2 separate regions of the Anser cygnoides genome follow, and region 1 is linked to region 2. Evidence: chromatin contacts called from public Hi-C data. All regions are on one chromosome and are shown on one strand. The core of a region is the stretch at or near the end of the contact, and the rest is flanking DNA. Distances in the headings are between cores, read along the strand shown.

The links. A called contact is a pair of places that touch in the nucleus more often than the background predicts.
Region 1: a contact with region 2 is called in a Hi-C map of liver, with 1.6 times the contacts expected there. The contact joins the promoter of SMLR1 here to the promoter of AKAP7 in region 2. A contact is called at or near these places in 2 of 7 Hi-C or Micro-C datasets (both in liver).

What each region holds. Positions count from the first base shown.
Region 1 is chr3:63,417,646-63,420,598 of Taihu_goose_T2T_genome, reverse strand. It overlaps SMLR1 (small leucine rich protein 1), which reads left to right and starts at 1,475. Exons shown (of 2, transcript XM_066994298.1): 1 at 1,475-1,706. The coding sequence starts at 1,574.
Region 2 is chr3:63,265,953-63,268,652 of Taihu_goose_T2T_genome, reverse strand. It overlaps AKAP7 (A-kinase anchoring protein 7), which reads left to right and starts at 1,303. Exons shown (of 9, transcript XM_066994279.1): 1 at 1,303-1,537. The coding sequence starts at 1,375.

The DNA of each region.
Region 1 (2,953 bases), core at 226-2,725, 150 kb before region 2:
TTTATGAATGAGGTCAAACATCTAGTGGGAAGAGCCAGAATCAGATGTAATGGTTAGAAGTTAAAGCCAAACAAATATAAGTAAGAAATAAGGCACGCTCCATTTGTTCTACTAATCAAAACAGCAGATGAATAACATAACCAGGAATTTGTCTGCAAACATGATATTCACCATCACTTTTTGTCACAAAAGAACGATCTCTTGCCAGATACGTTACAGCTCAAATAAAACTACAAACTTAAAGCAATTGCTAGGTGAGATTAGTTGCCTTTTGAATACAGTAGATAAAGAATACAAAGTGAACACAGAAGTAACGTGTTCATTACAAGTGACACTACACATTTGTTCACTACAAATCCACTGCATTTTCCATTAACTCCAGCCTACCCACCTGCCTAATTAGTCAAATCTTCTACATCACTGCTGGGCATCCAGAGAAAATTGCTATTAAAATGGTAGTTTCCGTTTTGAGCTCACAGTCCCATTTCAGATTTGGTAGGTATTAAACAAATGCTCGTAAAATGGGCCAGATTTGTTGTCCATGTCATAACAAGCTGCTGAAGCCACAAAACCATAATGCTTTATGTTACCTGGTACCTTCCTTCATTGGGCATCAGATGCGATATGCCACAGATTGGATGTTCAGGTAGACTAACCTGATCTCTGACAACTTGAAGCATGTCTCTGCTGGGATTCAAGCATGCGGGCAGGTCAAATGGCAAGACTCTGCATTGTCTCCAGGTGACATCAAGATGCCACATCTACTGAGGTGACGGTTTTATAAATCTGAAGGTGTAAGGAAGGGATATATTATGGCTAGTCTTCTTTCTAAACTTATCAGTGCGTCCTAGACACAGTTCTGCTATGGACTGGTGACCAGATGGGAAAAACTGAACACCCCAAATCCAGTTGCTTACTTGGATGTTTAAAAGGTTCATAAATTCTTTGGCATGTATGTCCCTGAGAATCAAATATTTCTGATTTTTCTAAAAAAAGAATCCTTCCTGAATTTTGCTGTTCAGCAGCTACTTTTTGGAAAAAATGCTGTTGCTACAACACCATTCTCTCACTTGTGCCTGCCTCAGTGGTTTGGTCTGAAAACTTCAGAACAGAGAGTACATGTATGCCTGTGTTCCAACCTGTATGTATAACAGGGTCTTCACCTTGAGGGAACAATTGAGGTCTATTGTAAAATCAGTAATATATCTGGAAGGAGTATGCTTATTATTCAGAATGGCATGTATATTAGCAGACGACAGAGCCCATACTGCTGAAAAGGCAGCAGCTTTACATATTGCGCCCAGCCCAACATATCCAAAGGTTTCAGAGCCCTACACTACTTGAATAAGCACTTTTAAACTCCATGGTTGAGTAACTTTACAAGTGAACTCCAATCCTATTAAGAATCACGGGCCTATACAAACAAACCAAAGTCCAAAAAGTGATAATAGTCTGAGCAAAGGGCAGAATGTTGATGCAGAAAAAAGAAAAAAAAAAAGGAAGAAAGCAGGATAAATCAGCTCCACACTTACAGAGCTGAAGAAACTTATTCAGCAAGGCTGCTGCAGAAGAAATGAGCCTAACTTACATTATTTCCGTGTTTGTAAGGGAGCTACCCGGCTGCATTCTCTTTGGCTGGATCTTCATGTCTGTGGCTTTATTCCTCCTGATGCTCATCGCCTATTTCAGGATGCAACTATCAGAAGGTGAGTCGCAATTCAGGCAGAAAGAGTGGGTAGGCAGACAAAACTTCTCATTCAACAGGCTGCTGTCAGGCTTGTACTCTTAACTAGACCGAAGAGAACAATGATCCTACTCTTCTGAAGCTGTACTGCATTTTAAGCCATTTTCCAATTTGAAAAAATATTATAAAAATATGTTTGGAATTCAGATTGAATCCTCACTGAAAATTCTGTAGTTTTACCTATGATGCAGTACAAAAAGACAACCAAATGGAGAAAAAGAATAGGGCGGCTAGAGCAAAGATTGTTTTTCTCTGTGTGAGTCTTCAGCATGAAGCTGCCAGCAGCTACACCCCACAATAGCTGGCTGCTGAGCGTGCCTCTGTGTTCTTTCAAAGGTATGCATTTGTTCTTACTTGGTACGTGAATGTACATTTGCCATTTTAATTTTTCTATGTTAAAATCAGCTTATATTTGCTTCCGAAATCCATCTTTACAGTAAAAGCAGCAGAAGAAACAGCCTGCCCACCCAGGTGAACGCACAGCAAGCGACACAAACCTCACACCAGTGTTGCAAACCGGGGTCCTCACAGGATCTGATGCGTCCTGCACAAAGACACAGGGCTATGGCTGTAGCAGGCAGGGGATTCCTTTCAGGAAAGAAATCCCTGCACATCAGACCACCACATTTTAATGGGATGGTTTTCATGCCTTCCAGGTTTGAGTCCCAGCTAGGTCTGATATATAGTCTGAGACTGCTCAATCTGAGCCGATGTACACACATGCCGCTCTCATTTTAAGCCTCCAATCTTAAACAAAAACTGCCACGGCCTGTCCCAGAGTGCATTCATATCAGTCCTTATCTTGTTTTTCCTTCAGCCCTTCCAAAACCCCTCCTTGCAGACGTTAGCTAAGCTTGTTCCTGAAATTAGCTGCCTTTTGACCTTTTTTCCTTAAGGAATGCTGGAGAAGCTAAAGTGACATCCTAGATTTCCTCAGTAAACTTCAGCACGCTTCTTGGTGTAGCTCGATGCGAATCCCATGAGGGACAAATGTCCATGATGCATTGTACTGCAGGTTTCAGCTCCAACAGCTCACCCATGATCTCAAAAGCAGACTTGTCTAGGACAATCCTGACTGCAGGGCTCTGCAGGGAAACCAAGACGCTTGCCCAGAGCTGACCCAAGGTGAGCCTGACAGCAACAGGCTAGATTTACCCAACCACTGCAAGGTTAGGGAAGAAGCCTTGCCTGAATTCCAGATCAAGCCCT
Region 2 (2,700 bases), core at 54-2,553:
TGAAACACATACAGTAAGCAAAACAGCCAACAGCCTTATCATAAAGCTTCTCTGAGATTCTCCAAAACTTGGATTTTTGTGTCAAATCCAGGCTTTGGTTTCCATGGGTCTATACAGACCCCATGAAAACAGTGTGAAAGACATTGAGGGCAAACACAGCATGAAATGGGTCAAAAAGGTTGTAAAGTATTTCCAAACAAACTATCTCCCAGAAAGGGAAGGCACAGACAAGCCAAATACAGAAACTCCCTTAATTTTCACTAGTCTCTCAGCTTCTAACATCCAGAATGCATGCAGCTTTGCGGCTTCCTCCCTAATACAGCCATTTTTTATTTTTTTCCCCCTCCAATCCTACTCCCTTTAAAAGCGAAAGTAAGAATTTGTATATATGGATAAACAATCAGCTCCTTCAGATCTGGTCTATATGCACAGGCTGATCTGCAAAAACAGAAGGCGAGATTTGGCTTGGCTTCGCCCACAGAATGTAGTGACAGCGTTTGGCTTCCAAAGGGCACAAAGTCTTTATTTAAGCAGGAAAATAGTGTCTTGCATTCCTCGCCTCGGAGAAACAGCCTCTCGTGTACACCCAAGAGGTTGATTCCCAATAGGAGATTGTACAGCCACAGTAGAAGCATTATTGCCAACGGTAAGGGTGGGCCAGAGTGATGTCAGGAGACCGGGTGATTGCATAAAGAATGGATGTTTCAAGGAAGATGATGTTTTTCCCTGGACCGCAGCTAAACGGATAAAAATTAGTGCTTTGGGTGGTATAAAGTTCCTCTGGTGGTCCCAAAATACAAATGATTATTTTGAGGAGTCTGAGGAGTAGTCAGCTCAAAGCACTCCTGTGGAGTTAGAGGCGTTCTGTTTAGCTGCCAAATTTTGGTAAAATAAGAGTGAAAACAACAAATGGACATAACATATATGGAATGTACATTACATATATGGGATGTACATGACATATATGAGATGTACGTGACATATATGAGATGTATGTGACATGTACGAGATGTACACAACAACAAATGTACATCTCGTGTCAGGACACGCTATCTGGATGCCTCCACTGCGTACAGGGCAGCTGGACAACAGCACACCGCAGAGTACAAGCTGCAGGAACAGCACAGGGCACAACACACAACCGAAACCCGCGCAGGGAACCCTCATTCCCCTCAGCGCCGCCATGAGCGCCGCCCCTGGGCGGGCCAGCGGCGGGGCGGGGAGCACCGACAGGGCGGCCCACCCCCGCCCCTCCCGCCATGCCCCACGCGGGGCTCCGTGCGCGGGGCACGCCGGGGGCTGTAGTCCCGGGGGAGCGCCGGGCCCCGTCCCCCGGCCGTCCCGCAGCGGAGCGCCCCGCCGGCCCCGCCGGGCATGCAGCGGCTGCTGCGCCGCCTGCTCCCCGCGCTGCGCCCCGCGCTGCGCCCCCGCGCCCTCCTGGCCCCGCCGCGGCCCATGGCGCTGCGCCCGGCGGCGGCGGCAGCGGCAGCGGGGGGCGGTGGGTCCCCCCCCGCTGGGTCCCCCCCCCGGGAGCACGGTGAGGAGGCGGCCGGAGGGAGGGAGAGGAGGCGGCCGGGCCGGGCTCGGCACCCCCGCGCCGTCCCGGGGCTGCGGCCCGCGTAACGGGACCGGGTGGGCTCCAGGGGACGCCCGGGCCTGATCCACCCGGCCTCGGGCGGGCAGGTGGCAAGTAATAAAACGTGGTTTACGGCTCCCCGCTGGGTGAGCTTCCCTTTCCGAGCTAGGTGTATCTTTTTTTTTTTTTTTTTCATGGTTATTTTTTATTTCCTGCTGGAACAGATGGCTCGTGGAGATCAGGAAGCACTTAAAGACAAGCATGGGGATAACGTAGATGCCTGCTCGTATATAAACCCCAGGCAATACCATTAAACGTGCAGTTAAAAAGAGTTCATCCTACAATAGCTTGGTGATCAAGGAGCTCCTACTTCTTGGGTTACTGAGGTCTCAGGTTACCTGCATTATGTCAGGAATCCTGAAAAGTTGTCCTCACCTTGTATTAGTGACTAGGGTACAATCCTTGGACTTTGTTGCTGCTTCCTGCGGTATTTTATGCCAGGAAAGGGGTGGGATGAGGCTTTCTGCCCGGGTCTCAGCGCGTGTTCAGCAGCAGTGCCCCTTCGGACGAGCCGGCCGCTCGGAGAAGGGGCGCTGCTGACGGCAAGCTGTGCCGCTGCCGTGCCCACCTGCCCCTGGGAGCCGGCAGAAACGTGCAGGCTGCCTGAGGTGTATGGCTTTTCCTGCGGACATCTGCAATACACACCCCTCAGATTCATGCGAGCCCCGGTCTGCAGCCGGTGCTACCATGACAGATCCCTTTTGCTCTCGGCTGGGCACGGTTCCGCATTTCGGGATCTCGTTGGTAACTTCTGTGCCCCAGACCGACCTACCTGGTTGCCAGTTTCATGGATTTTTTTTTTTTTGCCCCTCACTTGGCGATCTCTTTGAAGGAGAAAACATTGTTTTCTGTGTGCTGGTAGTTCACCAGCAACAATCTGTTGCGTAAGCTTTGATGTATATGTTAAGTAATAAATTTATTATTGCTTTAGCATCTCTTTGTTGCACATAGTTTTTAGTGTCTACAGGGGGAACAAGCAACCAGACTAAATAGTTCGCTGCTTTTTAGTTAGCCTCTGGCACAAAGTTAGGTGTCAGATCACAACCACAGAGTGATTTATGCCT